2 separate regions of the Macaca fascicularis genome follow, and region 1 is linked to region 2. The links are chromatin contacts, called in public Hi-C maps. All regions are on one chromosome and are shown on one strand. The core of a region is the stretch at or near the end of the contact, and the rest is flanking DNA. Distances in the headings are between cores, read along the strand shown.

Evidence for each region. Hi-C and Micro-C count contacts between places; a contact is called where the count stands out from the background.
Region 1: a contact with region 2 is called in a Hi-C map of skeletal muscle, with 3 times the contacts expected there. The contact joins the promoter of CABLES1 here to the enhancer-like site in region 2. A contact is called at or near these places in 2 of 2 Hi-C or Micro-C datasets (liver and skeletal muscle).

What each region holds. Positions count from the first base shown.
Region 1 is chr18:66,612,310-66,619,890 of T2T-MFA8v1.1, forward strand. CABLES1 (Cdk5 and Abl enzyme substrate 1) reads right to left here and starts at 5,015. Exons shown (of 9, transcript XM_045377927.3): 1 at 3,907-5,015. The coding sequence starts at 4,739. LOC102128519 (a long non-coding RNA gene) reads left to right here and starts at 4,392. Exons shown (of 3, transcript XR_006693926.3): 1 at 4,392-4,542; 2 at 5,616-5,721; 3 at 6,465-6,874.
Region 2 is chr18:66,513,981-66,521,608 of T2T-MFA8v1.1, forward strand. All of the region lies in intron 3 of CABLES1 (Cdk5 and Abl enzyme substrate 1), which reads right to left. Among named protein-coding and RNA genes, the nearest start is that of CABLES1, 100 kb to the right of the region's middle. Within about 2 kb of position 2,816, at least 1 of the 6 cell types and tissues checked has an H3K27ac peak or open chromatin away from gene starts, as enhancers often do.

The DNA of each region.
Region 1 (7,581 bases), core at 3,765-6,264, 100 kb after region 2:
CTTCACCTATTAACACCTTCCAGATGCACCGTTCACTGCCAGAGCAGAGAAACACGAAAGGGCATGAAGCTAAGAGGCATCTTTTTGGCTTCCCACCTCTTTTTTTTTTTTTTTTTTTTTTTTGAGACGGAGTCTCGCTCTGTCGCCCAGGCTGAAGTGCAGTGGCCGGATCTCAGCTCACTGCAAGCTCCGCCTCCCGGGTTCACGCCATTCTCCTGCCTCAGCCTCCCGAGTAGCTAGGACTACAGGCGCCCCCCACCTCGCCCGGCTAGTTTTTCTTTTTTGTATTTTTAGTAGAGACGGGGTTTCACCGTGTTAGCCAGGATGGTCTCGATCTCCTGACCTCGTGATCCACCCGTCTCGGCCTCCCAAAGTGCTGGGATTACAGGCTTGAGCCACAGCACCCGGCCGGCTTCCCACCTCTTGACACTGCAGCCTGAGAGCAAACCTAGCCTGTTGGGCTTCCTACTGCTAGAGTCTGGTCCGTGAGGCTGGGAGGAACCCAGGCTCACAGTCCTGGGTTCCCGGGACACTGCAACAGAGTAGAGACGGTGAAATATCAAGCTAGGGGATCCAAACAAAGAGGCTAAATTTGGAAGGATAAGAAAGGGGCTGCTGAATTACACTAGTATGACTGGCCGGTTGTATAAGAGACAAACATTTACAGCCAACAGCTCAAAAATTATCTCTGGGTCTATTGTGTGCAAGGTATAGTGACATGGTAGAGTGGCAGAGCTTGGACATCAATGATCCAGGTTCCTATCCTGGCCCAACTAAGTCAGATTATCCTATGTGCCTCTCAGTAGCTGGGCCAGTCTGAGAAATTACTACCTCTCTGAGCCTGTGGTCTCCTCACCTGTGAAAGAATCCATACTCAGGGTGACTATGCGGGCTAAATACAATAGATGTCAAGAATCCAGTCCAGTGAACAGAGGTGGTGTAATCACTGCATCCACAAGCATTTACTGTGCACCTTGTCGTGCCAAAGCTTGCACACAGAAATTTTCTTACCTGTGTGTTGTAAAGTTTGGAAGTCCAAGCAATTATTTGTGATTGGTTTTACAAGTGTTCCAACGAAAGTAACCAAGAAGAAAGGGTTTCAAGATTGCATATTGGGAAACATTCTAATTTTTTTTTGAGATGGAGTTTCACTCTTGTTGCCCAGGCTGGGATGCAATGGTGCAATCTTGGCTCACTGCAACCTCCGTTTCCTGGGTTCAAGCGATTCTCCTGCCTCAGCCTCCCAAGTAGCTGGGATTACAGGAGTGCAACACCACACCCAGCTAATTTTTGTATTTTTAGTAGAGATGAGGTTTCACCATGTTGGCCAGGCTGGTCTTGAACTCCTGACCTTAGGTGATCTGCCCGCCTCGGCCTCCCAAAAGTGCTGGGATTATAGGCATGAGCCATTGCACCCGGCCCGACATTCTAATTTTTATATACCCGAAACAAACCCAATATATAAAACCTCAAATTCATTTTTTTTAAAAGGGCAGATTTCAGATACACTGTGGCAACGCTTGTGGAACTTTAATGTGTATACAAATCACCTGAGGATCTTGTTAAAATGCAGATCTGGACTCACTTAGTCTGGAATAGGGGAAGAGTCTGCATTTCTAACTGCTCCCCGTCAAGTTGAAGGTGCAAAGCCCACATTTTGGAGGAACAACGTGCTATGGTATTCCTCTAATGGCAAGAAATGAATCCAAGGAAAATACAATTTGATTTGAAAACATCCCAGGAGAACATCCGTGAGGTCACATGTACATGGAAACACACAGGCTAGCAAGGAGGCACACCAGGAACGGTTTCCACAAATGCAAACCAGAAAAGCTGGCCCTGGGCCTTATTCAAGTGAGTCTGTGCTCTCAGCACACTTGGACTAGGCAGGTGGAAGTACTCTAGAGATAGGCAAGCCACGGGGTGTTGGAATCAAAGTGTCCTAGGATATTTCAAGTCTGTAGCCTTTCCACAGCTAACCCAGCCTTTCCACCTTTCTTAAATCAGTTTAACCTATTTTCCCCTTTGTACTGGAATTTTATGCTGTTTCTATTCACAGCTGTAATTTTATAAAAGCCTATCAGCTTGCCAGATATGGATTATTCAGAAATAGGACTAAAGTGACTGTCAGGTAAAGAAGCATCTTCCAGTGATTAACTCATCCTAATGTGTGTGTCAAGGTGGAAAGGATCAATAAAACGCCTAAAAGATTCATATTTATAGGACTGGAGGTGTAGTTCTGGATATTCTTTGGTTCAGAAATGTGAACACACAAGATCCTCCATATCCCGTGAAATGAGTTTCTTGGAGAAAGCGTGCGAGGTAATCTGATCTCCAGCTGCCTTTAGCATGGACGACACATCTGTCCATCAGGAGACACAAGCCAGCTTTGCACACTGGCTTAAAATAACATGTATGTTTATTACAATTCCTGTCATAACCCTCTTGACTGCTGGGCTTAGGCTGCAATTCTGGAGTCATCATGAGCCAGTGTGTGATGTCAAGCGGTAATACTGAGCTAAGAAACCGCTGAGTTTGCAGGACTCACCCAGAAACAAGGGATTCCACCTCCCTGCACTCACCTGCTGCTGAGCAGATGCATGCTCTGACAAGAAACACCGGAGTAGGGCTGTCACCTGTGCCCAGTGTCGCTAATTCATCCATGCACTCAGGAGGCTGCTTCCCCGGCTCCACACCCCTGCTTGAGGGCTATGTGCACTGAAACGGCGAGGCTACGTAACTAGCACCCTCATGATTTCACCCACTTAGGAAGAAGTACATACACTAGGAGCAAACTTGTGGATGAGGCGGTCCTGTTCTTCCCCATTTGTCCATTGCGGGAGGAAGTTAAGTTTTCCCACAGGCACCTTCTTACTTGGGCCAGATCAAGCTTTCAGATAAGCATGATAGGAGAGAGAAATTCTAGCAGAGAAAGGCATTCCTTCTCAGAAGGGATAACTGAGGCCCCAGGAAGTTAAGACAACTTCGTCAAGGTAGAGTCTATGCTATTGCTAACTTCACAAGAGGCCTTATTAACCAACAAGGGAGGGCACTCCCTGGGGACGGATCTGCATCTCCCCACCTGCTCCCGCCTACTTCTTTTGCAAGCTTCAGTTCACACAGTCCCAACCTCCGACTGCCCCTTAGAATATATGGTGACAAACTCTGTTTCCTGAACAATAAGCAAACGTCCAGCATTTCATGCTTTTGCTAAGATGCATAATGCCGCCAGATAACTTCAGCTAACAAACAAGTAAAACAAGCGTTTAAAGAACTCAAGCGAATTCATCTTGGAACAGGAAAAAAATCCGTCAAGCCCTATTTCCTCTTTGTTACCCACCCCCTAGGCCTAGTTGAAGGGAATGTAAGAAGGACTTTCCATTTCTCAGGAAAGCAAATGGAAAAAGCCAAGTTTCCCCGGGCCGCAGGAAGACTTGGAGCGCAGGCATAACTTCTCTGGAGGGTCACGCGTGTCTCCTACAAGTTCAGGCTCACAAGCGCCGCTCAGCTGCCGGCCTGCACTGCTCCACTCTGCGCCCGGCCGAGTCTCGCCCCGCGCGGGAGGAGTGCGCCTCCGGGTCTGGACCGGGTTTCAGGAAGTTTGTGATACCGTGCGGGGAGGCTAAGACGCCGCTTTTTACTGGGCTCCTGCAACTCCCGACCCACTGCACAAGCACGGGGCTCCTCTCAGAGTGCTGGGCTCGTGCACACACGTGTGACCAAGCACTCCCTGCGGACGCCCCCTCTTTCGGGTGCCCTCGTGGTTTGGGATTCGGGCCCGGAGCACAGGGCGCGGGAAAATGGGAGCAACCGGTAGCCCGTAACCCAGAGACCGCGGGCAGGCTGGACGCGCCGGGCGCGGGGAGGGACGCAGGGTTGGGTGCGCGTCGCATCCCCGATACTCACCGGGACCTCTGCAGCTGCTCGAAGGCGCTGGTGCTGCCGCCCTGGCCTGGCTGCTCCAGGGAGCAGTAGTTCTGCGAAGTCGGTCTGGAGAAGACGATGGGCAGGATTCCCTGAGTGAACGAGTTGAGGCGTCCCCGACTGCCGCTCCCACTGCCGGGGGTCCCGGAGCCCAAAAAGGCGGCCGCCGGCACCTGCACGCCGGTAAAGGCATCGTCCTCCTCCAACTCCTCCTGCCCGGCGCCCCCGGACCCGTCGAGCAGCTGCAGTTGGGCACAGGCGGCGAGAGGCGCCGGCCCGGGCGGCTGCCACAGCTCCCCCGACGCCCGGCCGGCGCCCAGGGGACTCGCGAATCCCCGAGCCACCCCGGGGCCGGACACGGTCGCATGGCCGCCAGCGATTAAGGGCGGCAGCGACGAGGGCTGTGGGAGGCAAGGGCCGGACCCAGCGGCCAACCCCGCAGCCGGCGTGCCCGGCGCTGCGAGCGCGATGCAGCCGCCCCGCTCGGCGGCGGCGAGCAGGCTGAACCGAGTCCTCCCGCCGCAGGCGCCGCCGGCGCCCGGCTTGGCCGCGCCGCCCTCCTCGCCGCCGCCCCACTCCGCGTCCTGCGGCGGCGGCCGGCCGTCCAGCGAGATGTTGGTGAGGAAGGAGAGGGCAGCCTGGCGGCGCCGCGGGTCCACGCGCGGCTTCCGGGGGGGTTCGGGCGGCGGCTGGGCCGGCGCGGCGGCCGCGGGCTGGGGCTGCGGCGGCGGCTGCTGCAATCCGCTGGCGCCCGCGGCGTCGGTGCCGGCGCTGCCGCTGCTGCAGGCGGCCGTGGTGGCGGCCGCCGCCGCCATTGTGTCCGTCTGCGGCGGGATTTCCGCGATGCCCGGAGAAGCGAGCGGCGCCCGAGCGCTAAGCGGCGGGCGCGAGCGGCGGCGACCCGGGCTGGGCAGGGCGCGGGGATCGGGCGGCGTGCGCGGCGGTCCAGCCCCCTCGCGGGCGGGCCATGCTCGCCCCTCGGTGCTCTGGCTGGGGGCGCCGCCGCCCCGGCCCACGCGCGCGCCTCGCTGACTCGCTCGGCTCGTTCGGCTCGCTGGCTGGCTGCCCGCCGGTCGCCTCGCCGCTGGCTCGCGGGCTCCGGGGCCGGGTGTCCGTATTTATAGGTGCGCGCGCCCCGCGCTCGCGCTCCAAAGCGCTCTTTGCAATAACACGGAATCACGTGTGGGGAATGCGACCTGGGAGGAAAACAAAGCCGCAGGCGGCGGCCGCAGAGGCAGGCGGCGGGAGGCGAGGGGCCGCAGGAGGAGGAAGAGGAGGACGGGAGAGCCGAGCGGGTGGTGGGGCGGGGGATCGGCCCGGCTGTCCGGGTTGTCCGAGCTGCTTGCTGGGGGGGTTGGCGACTCCCGGGGCGCGCGGAAGCCAGGTGCGGGAGGCGAGCACGTTTCCCCCGCGCGCTCGCACTGGGAATTGGGGGAGCGAGCAGAACCCAGTGGGTTAGGTCCTGGGGCTGTGCTCCTGGGAGAGTTGTGGGTCTACAGGACAGTTATGTGGAGCGTTGCAGAGTTTTAGACTGAGAGCGAGTTACTTAGACCCCGCAAGGCCGTTGGTCCCTGAGGAGTAAATAGGTCCTTATTCATAATAACACGGGTAAGTCTACAGCCCCTATGGAGACTGTCCCACCGTAAAGTTATCGCTAACAACCATTGCGGTTGGGTCTCATTCGTTCCCAGGCCAAGATGCAGCCCCCGGGATAAATGCACGCCTTGGGATGCGTAAGAGCCCAGAAGCACGAACATCTTCCATGTGACCAACGAATTCACGCATTCCCAATCCATGGTATTGTCACTTTTCATCTCTCTCTTAGCAAAGGCCAACGCAAATTTTTTACTTTGGCTCTGAAATATGCTCCATTTTCTGTGAATACCGAGGTGGGCTAAAATGACCTTACACTCTTTTCTCCTGGTCACCTTGCAAATTTTTGTAGATTATGATCTTTCTCCCGCATAAACTGGGACCAATGTGGACAGTTATCTGTCGTTTAATCATAAACACACGTTTGGCACCTACCATGTCTTCTATAAATACGGGTTCCTGAAGACCTCCCAGAGCAGTAGCTCTGAATCTGGGAGGAGTCGCAGTCCCCACCCGCAATGAATGCTTGTTTTGGTTGGGGGTGGGGACAGGGTGAAGGGATTCACCTGGAGGGATCTGAAAACGTGTGCGGGTTTCCCCAGGCGGTGTGGGCAACTTACCAAATGCAGTAAGGAACAATTGCCACACTGAATTAAACACCTGCTACACTTTTGAGGGAGAAGCAACGTGTTTAAGATCAACGGATTAATTTAATTAAAGGTTTAAATTTAGCCCTGGAGCTAATGGGTAACTCTACATTGAAATTCCACTCCATTTCAAGCTCAGGAAAGTAAATTGAGTAATGGAGAGCAAATACACCCTGTCCAGAGAGGTGCCGCCAACCTGGAGTGCCAGAGAGTTTCAGGTTACATTTGCTCAGGACAGAGATGGCACGTGGCCCTTTACATGAACAATTGTTGTTATATTTTATTTTGTACTGTTTTTAGGCCTTTTGAAAACCTGGAGCCTGGAGTCTATTTACAGCAGCCTCATATCAGTGAAGTCAAAGCTCAATGGCCAGCTCTGTGAAATTTCACCAGGATTTTAATTATTTTGGCTAACTACCTTGAAACTTCCAAGCCCTTTTATGACAATCGAGTTAATTTACATGACCACTGGCCTGGTTGGAAGGCAGTGTTAAGTGAAAGACTCCAACAGTGTTCCTGTAAAATATATTTTCCTTCATTCAAAAGTGATAAACGTTAATTTCAGAGAACATAAGCAAAGAGGAGAGAAAAAAAAAAAGGAGGGGTATCACTAACAATCTCTTCTGTGGAAATAACGTTAAACTTAATTTTTGATATCTGTTTTGTATTTTCATGTATTTTATAGAGACATATGTATATATATTCTTTTAGCTTGTCACCCAGGCTGGAGTGCAGTGGTGTGATCATAGCTCACTGCAGACTCAACTCCTGGGCTCAAGCGATTCCCTCTGCCTCAGCCTCCCGAATAGCTAGGACTACAGGCACCCACCACCACACCTGGCTAATTTTAAAAAAAAATTTTGGCCCGGCACAGTGGCTCAAGCCTGTAATCCCAGCACTTTGGAAGGCCTAGGCGGGCAGATCATGAGGTCAGGAGTTTGAAACCAGCCTGGCCAACATGGTGAAACCCTGTCTCTACTAAAAATACAAAACTTAGCTGGGCATAGTGGTACATGCCTGTAATCCCAGGTACTGGGGAGGCTGAGGCAGGAGGGCAGGAGAATGGCTTAAACCCAGGAGGCGGAGGTTGCAGTGAGCCAAGATCGTGCCACTGTACTCCAGCCTGGGTGACAGAGCAAAAAAAAAAAAGAGAAAAATTTTTTTGTAGAGTTGAAGTCTCACTATGTTGCCCAGGCTGGTCTGGAACTTCCAGCCTCAATCAGTCCTCCCATGGTGGCCTCCCAAAGCACTGGGATTACAGGTGTGAGCTGCCATGCCTGGCCTTGGGTGTGTTTTTTAAACAAAAGTGAAATCGGGCTGTTTTGTCTCTTGTGATTTTTGCCTGCTGTGTTGGGATTTTCTTTCCATGTAGAATATTTTTCTACATGGAAGAATTTTTATTTTAATGACTACATAG
Region 2 (7,628 bases), core at 1,566-4,065:
TGAAATCCAACTGAACGGAAAGCCTGAAGATGAAGCTGATGGTTTACAGACATCTCTCCCTCTTCCACGAGGCCCCTTATGTTCCTAGAGACGGCCAGTGAACATGAGGCCAGAGAGCATTCCCTGAGCACCGTGGGACCACAGTTTGCTGGAATCTAGCTGCTGGCTTCTTTCTTTCTGTTTTTTGTTTGTTTGTTTTGTTTTGAGACGGAATTTCACTCTTATTGCCCAGGCTGGAGTGCAATGGCACGATCTCGGCTCACTGCAACTTCTGCCTCCCGGGTTCAAGCGATTCTTCTGCCTCAGCCTTTTGAGTAGCTGGGATTACAGGCGCCCGCCACCATGCCCGGCTACTTTTTTGTATTTTTAGTAAAGACAGGGGTTTCAGTATGTTGGCCAGGATGGTCTCAAACTCCTGACCTCAGGTGATCCACCCACCTCGGCCTCCCAAAGTGCTGGGATTACAGGCGTGAGCCACAGCACCCGGCCTGGGTTCTTTCTAATGTTGTGTGAGACCACCTCTCCTTGCTGCTCCCCTTTCTTAGGAGAAATGAATTCTTATCATAAACACCTACTGGGTGTATTGCTGGTGATGAAAGAATTAATGCCACAGTAGTCACCTCTACTACCTTGCCAGACCACCTAGAAAATGAGTATCTTTTAATAAAAGAATAATCTCTAGTAATAACAAGTATTCATTCATTCATTCATTCATTCATTCATTCATTCAGGGACGAAGTCTTGCTCTGTTGCTCAGGATGGAGTACAGTGGTGTGATCATGGCTCACTGTAGCCTCAAACTCTTGGACATGCGCCATCCTCCGGTCTTGGCCTCTAAAGTGCTGCGATTAGAGGTGTGAGCTATCGTGCCTGGCCAAACAAGCATTTATTTAGTACCTTCCTATTTCCTAAGACTCACACATCATTTCTTTGGTTCTTTAAGAAGACGCTATGAGAAAGGTACTACTATTTTGATCCAATTTACAGAGGAGGAAACTGAGGCCCTTGTGAGATTGCCAAGGTCACTGGGATGGTGGGCTGGAGAGTTCATCCAGTGTCATTTCTAGTACATCACACTGCCGTGGAGATGCAAGACGGACTCGCTGTGACTATGCTCAGGTGTAACTGCTCACTTCCCAAAGGACCACACCCTTCCCCTACAGTAATTTTTAAAATTTGCCACATATTAGAAAAGCCTGGGGATCTCTGACAAACTGTTATCTGGCTCCCACCCCCAGACAGTTGGCATGGGGTGTGACCTGGACATCGGGAGTCCTAAACACTCCCCAGGCGATTCTAAACTGCAGCCATGTTTGAGAATGACCAGGTCTTCATGTTCTCTCTGACACCCAGTGCCTGTTAGTGAAAGCCACCTCAGACCCACAGCATACTTGCTGTGTGGCCTGGATGGAGGGACCACATTTAGGGGCCGATCTCCTACAACCTATGCAAGAATGAATATAAGGCAGGGGCAAATTGCTCCCAGCCAAAGACAAAGTCATCAGGTAAGAAGAGAGGAGGGAGCCAAGCGAGTGCCGAGAAGAGAAGGGAAAAAAAGCTATCCTCAAATGTAGAAAAAAAGCAGGGATGCTCTGACTGTTAAGCCATCATCCTAGTCTCTGGGCATTACATAATGAGCCAGCTCCCTTATCCTACCTGTAATGTGGAGTCTGATTAACAGAAATGCCCATGACCTTCTGTGCCCAGTAAGTGCTGCATTTCCACAGCAGGCTTCCTGGGAGGCCATGGTAGTGCCACCCTCAGAACATCTCTGGAGTCCCATTCAGAAGTGACACTAAAGTCATGCAGACGAAAGCCAACAACCTACTCTGTTCACACCCACAAGACCGTCTGCCCTACTGCTGCACCTGCTACGCAGGCAACCCAGGGCGATTCTTAAAAGGCTTCTTAAAGCAATTACGGATGGAGATGATGAATGCATCGGGGCACTGGCATAGGGAAGCGCCTACAAAGCAAAAACGTGAACAAGGCAATAAGGCAAAAATACCTGTGGTGGGCAGGGAGGGAGGGGACTGACCACATGCAGAGCAGGACAAAAATAGCAGTGTCTTCCTTTTCATTCAAGGACCAGCAGCTCAGTTCCACGGCCTTCCTACTTTTCCAAAGCCAAACCCAGCGAGCATGGTCTCCAAATTGCCAACTCCCAGATCATTTTCTCCTTCCTCGTTTCCATTTTGCCAGATGGAGAATGTTACTTAGGACTGAAATTAATAGAGAAGTAGGGAGTATCTTTTTGGAGTGAGTAGGCCAAGGGAAATAAGGAGAATTCCAATAAGCCTATACTGAGAGGGTTCTCAGATGGAGAGCTGGCTGCAGGCAGGGGCAGAGTCTCAGTCTATTTTCATATCCTGTCTATACAATGTCTGATATGTAACGACCTATTTACTGAGCTGAACTGGTGTGGCTCTTTGCCGTCTCGCCGGTGCTGGTACATACAGATGGCAGGAAACTGTATGATTTTCCACTGTGCCCCTTTTCATCTGTCTTCAATTTGCTCACAGGCTCACTCCTTCCCCGGGGCAGCCTTGTCCTGGCCAACTGTCTGCCTGCCACCAAATGTGCACATCACACATCAGTTAGCAGAACCAAACCAGTCGTGCCTCTTCCACACTCCCCTTCTTGGCACTTCCGCCAAAGGAAATGAAGCCCTACCAAAAAAAGAGAGTCATGTGCTCAAGTCCAAGATTCCATTCCATGAGATAAAACCCAAACCCATTTAAAGAAACAGGGATTCTTAGACCCAGTGGATTGTCCGAGCGTCTCAGCGACACTTGGGACCACACGTGAGATGGGCAAGGCTCCACCAACCCTACCCACAGAACTGGTCCCTTGAGAAACAACGTGACTCACTGTAGTCACCACTTCCCCCTGGCTTTCCACTTACGTCATTCTGCTTTCTAAATTGCTAAGGCCAAGCCGAGCAAGAAAATAAGCAAGAATAGTGGGGCCACCCTTAACTGCTACTGGAGACACGTGAGGCTCGTTACAGACCAGTGCCATGCAACAGAACCGCCTGTGATGACGGAGATGGTCCTTATCTACCTTGTCCCACACGATGGTTACATGTGGCAACTGCTTGAAATGTGACCAGTTGACTGAGAAACTGAATTTTTAATTTTCTTTAATTTTAATTAATTTAAATGTAAATGGCCACATGTGGCTAGTGACTACGAAGACCCAGTGCTTCTTTGGCAGGACTTTTGCTACTCTTACAAGTTCCTATGGCAAGATAATATAGTCATAGATATTTAGTGACTTGGATTTGGTCTCCCAGTTTTCTTTCCAAGAGTGGCCTATTTTCTGCCTATTGCCTCCGGGGATGTTTACATTACAGGCCCCTGCAGATGGAGCAGCAGTGCAGGATTCACCTAAGTTGGGAGGGAAATGACCATGGGGTCCACAATCAAAGGGGGCCCATGCCCTACACCATCAGCACCCCAAGAACAGGCTCCCCGCCATGATAAACATTCGTCACTCACAGCTGGCACACAGCAGCAGATCTTTTTGCCTGGAGGGGTCACGGGGCAGGTGTGACAGAGTTTTGGCAGTGCTAGGGCAACCAAAGGAACAATAACCAGCGTGTGTTCCCCCAATCCTAGGCATTACAGTAGGTTCCAGGCCCCTCTTTGCACAATACTGGAGATGGGGAGGGAGGGGTGCCCAGTGAAAAGTGAGTCTCAATTTCCCCTCAGCCTTGTAGAAGGGGGGTTTATAGTTCATATTAAGTAGATTTAAAAAGAAGAAATGAGGTATTTCTTATACACCAAAGCTACTCACACTTCAAAACTTCACTGATACAGTAATAAATATCATCACAGCTCCAGAACATTGACAGCTTTGTGATGGCAGAGGGCAACTTTTCCACGCTTTTCCTCCCTCAGATTCAGGGAGAGGTTATTGCTAACTTCAGGGCTACCATTTCGGTGGGCTTGAATTAAGAGTGCACGTGTACAGACGTGGACATAGTCAGCGTCCACAGCAAACAAAACAGATCTCATCTAAGCCACTTCTAACAATGTGGTTTCTTCTCATAGCTTTTGAATTTGTATATGTTACGACTCTTGGGATCTAAAAAATAGATCTTTCACAAAGAGGCTGACAAACTTTTCTGGGTTCACTCTTACTAGTTTAGGGCTCTGATCAATGTTGCTGGAATATTTCTGATATTAACATGAAATTGCTCTTCCTTGATCATATCTGACCCCCATAAACAGCGGTTTCACATTGTGCCACAGAGCGTAAGAGCTCAGGCAACTGCTCAGTCTTTATGTGTGAGTGAAAAGCAGGCGAGTCCTGGCTGACACGGTGACACCCCGTCTCTACTAAAAATACAAAAAACTAGCCGGGCGAGGTGGCGGGCGCCTGTAGTCCCAGCTACTCGGGAGGCTGAGGCAGGAGAATGGCGTAAACCCGGGAGGCGGAGCTTGCAGTGAGCTGAGATCCGGCCACTGCACTCCAGCCTGGGCGACAGAGCGAGACTCCGTCTCAAAAAAAAAAAAAAAAAAAAAGAAAAAGCAAGCGAGACCCATGGTCTTTGCTGTCCCTCTCTTTCGGAAGCCTAGACAGTTGGAGGTGCATGCAGAAAGGAACTCTGAATGGTGTAGATGCGCCCAAAAAGAATATTTTTAAAACTCCAGTGAAAAAGAGTGAAGCAGAAGTCCCAGTGGAGTGTGACGAAATCTTGGTATTTTCTAAGATCATTGTTCTGAATTCTCATTAAAATGGTATATAAAAATAGAAATATCTATTTGGCTAAAATGCCAGCATTAACCCTCCAGCACCAGGAAACAGAGCTAGGGCATGTGGAACTGCAGCTGAAAGTAATTAAAAGCAAACTGAAGTTGAAGTTTTCACTTTCTTTGAAAAAGCCAGAAGATTTTTTCCCAGACACATCTAGCGTTCAAATACTATTTTTTAATAATTTTTATTTTTGAGATGGAGTTTTACTCTTGTTGCCCAGGCTGGAGTGCAGTGTCATGATCTCGGCTCACTGCAACCTCCGCCTCCCGGGTTCAAGTGATTCTCCTGCCTCAGTCTCCCAAGTAGCTGGGATTGCAGGCGCCCGCCATCACGCCCGGCTAATTTTTTGTGTTTTTAGTAGAGACAGGGTTTCACCACATTGTCCAGGCTGGTCTCGAACCCCTGAACTCAGTTGATCCGCCCTCCTCAGCCTCCTAAAGTGCTGGGGTTGCAGGCGTGAGCCACCGCACCTGGCCCTACTTATTTACTTATATTCCACTTCCTTTTAAAAATGGCATAGAGGTAAGTTCAAATACTACACATGAATATTGTCTGAAATTGTGTGTATTAGGTTTAAATGCTACAGCTTTTACTCAGAGGTGAACACCGTTAGGTTATAGGAAATGATCTCATTTCTACAGACACCCTAACTGAACTACTGGCAAGGAACTGTGGACGATGCAAGGTTGTTGATTCCTTCTCTCCACAGTCCCGGGTAGCGCTGCAACTTAGGCACGTGTCTCTAGAGGAGCTGCTTCACATTCTCTGCAAGTTTGTGAACTTCTGCAGAGGCTGTAGGCAACAAACACACTGAACATCCAGCAGAAAGATATATACGTATTTTTTTTTTTAACAAAGGCTGACATTTAAAACTGGCCCATGGGGGTAGGTGAGTGGGAGTGACTGGAGGGGGTACAAGGGAGGGACTCAGAAGATGGGGGGCGGGGATGAAAACAGGAGATGAAAGCGCATTTGGGGACACAGCCAAGCAGCAGTTATACCCTTAAGCAATGAGCAGAAAAACAGGTTGGTTCATTTGGGGAGTGTAAACTCATCCTTCATAGGATGGCACCAAAATTAATTTAACGCAGCTCTCCTTGAATGCCTGTAATTTCACTGTTAGAAACCCCTGGACCTCTGTTTAGTTCTGGCTTCTTCAGCACGAAGCACACATGCACAGCTGTGGAGTCCTCTGATCAAAGCAGGTGGCTAATCTAGATATCCTGGGGCAAAAGGGGAACACCTAGGTCATTATTAATCATAAAACGGCCAACTCTGGACTTCATCTTTTGTAAAAGGCAAAATGATTTTTACTTTCCTCTTCTGTGGCTCCCTGGCAGAGGCCCAGCCAGTTGCTCACTGAGCCATAATGCATGGAATAGATTCTGATGGGAAAACAAGATTCCCTATTAGATAACAAGAAGTTCAAGCTATGGCCCTTTCCTCAGGGAGCATGATCAATGAACTAATATTACTCTTTAAAAAAAGACGTAAGACTTAAATACCTAACACCCGGGAACTAGACGGAAAAAGTGTGATCCAATTAACTAGGTTCCAAGGCTTTCTGCTTCCAAGATGGAGTAGTTCTGACGTCTCTCCACCATCCTTTCTCTAATGGTGCTCTGAGCCCAAGACCTTGGAACACCTGCCAGGAGCTCCACTAGGCACTAGCTCTTCAAAGGACAACAATAGGTTGAACACTTTGATGTGTCAATAATTTAAAAGTCAATTAAATATTAACAGGATTTCCAGACCCTTCAAAACGAATAAAGAGTTAGAGATTTCCTGCACCTAAAGCAAAGCCTGAAAGCTGGATTAGGAAAGGAAATACCACTTGTGAGCTAAATTTTAATTAAGAGATTACACATGCCCCGGAAGTCGACAACACAAGTCTTCCTCTTAGCTTAAGAGTCCCGTTTGTTACCCGTTCCGATACAGTGCAGCTGCCATCTTGAACCAGGCCTGCTTGCTGGCATCCAGCAGAAGGTGCCTCCACAGTTCAGAGACAATGGAACAGGGTCCACAGTTGATGGACAAAAAGTCAAGTCAAAAGCAGCTTTTAGTCCAGAAGTCCCTTCCCACTCCCACTCAGGACTCCATCGACAAGCCATCCCCTGCAAGGGCAACTGGCAGAAAAGGAAGGGGTCTTAACGTAGCTTATAGCCAAATCTTTTGTCCAAAGGCAGCTCCTACAAACAGCCAGATAATGGCATGAGTCATCCATGAGATCATTCCAGAATCTGTCTTTGTGTGGGAATATGCTTGGTGTGAGGAAAGAAACACAATTTGTGAATGTGTCATTTTCCACAACAAAAATTTTCTGGGGAAAGTGGGTGGGGAAGAAGGGGGCATGGGCCTGGAGCCAGGCAGGGAGCATTTAGGCTTGAAGGCTCTCTCTAAGAATAGAAGACGCTGTTCTCTGGGTCGCAAACAGATCAACACTCAGGAAATGGACCCAAATGGATGACCTCATCTGAATGCCCCCAAATGCCAAAAGCTAAGGATATAAACACCATGTGAAAGCTGTTGACAATTTAAAAACACATCCCCCAGAGGCACCTTGCAACTCCACTGGGAAGCCATCTTCTTCATCACATGGTCTGTGATGCGTCTGCAGTAAGTGACCCCTGCGACTATCATACAGTCAAATATGGTTATCTGAAGAGGTGTGAACCTACACACACATCACAGAAACTCTTTTTGCTGAAATCACCTAGTTTGTTGAGTTCACATAATCTCCAATCTCAAGTTTACTAGGTTCACCCCTACTTTCTTCTGGTCAGATCCACGTGTACAGAAATACCGACCCATATCCAGGTCTCAGGAAATAAAAAGCCCTTGGTGGCTGGTGCCGGTTCTCTCATGCA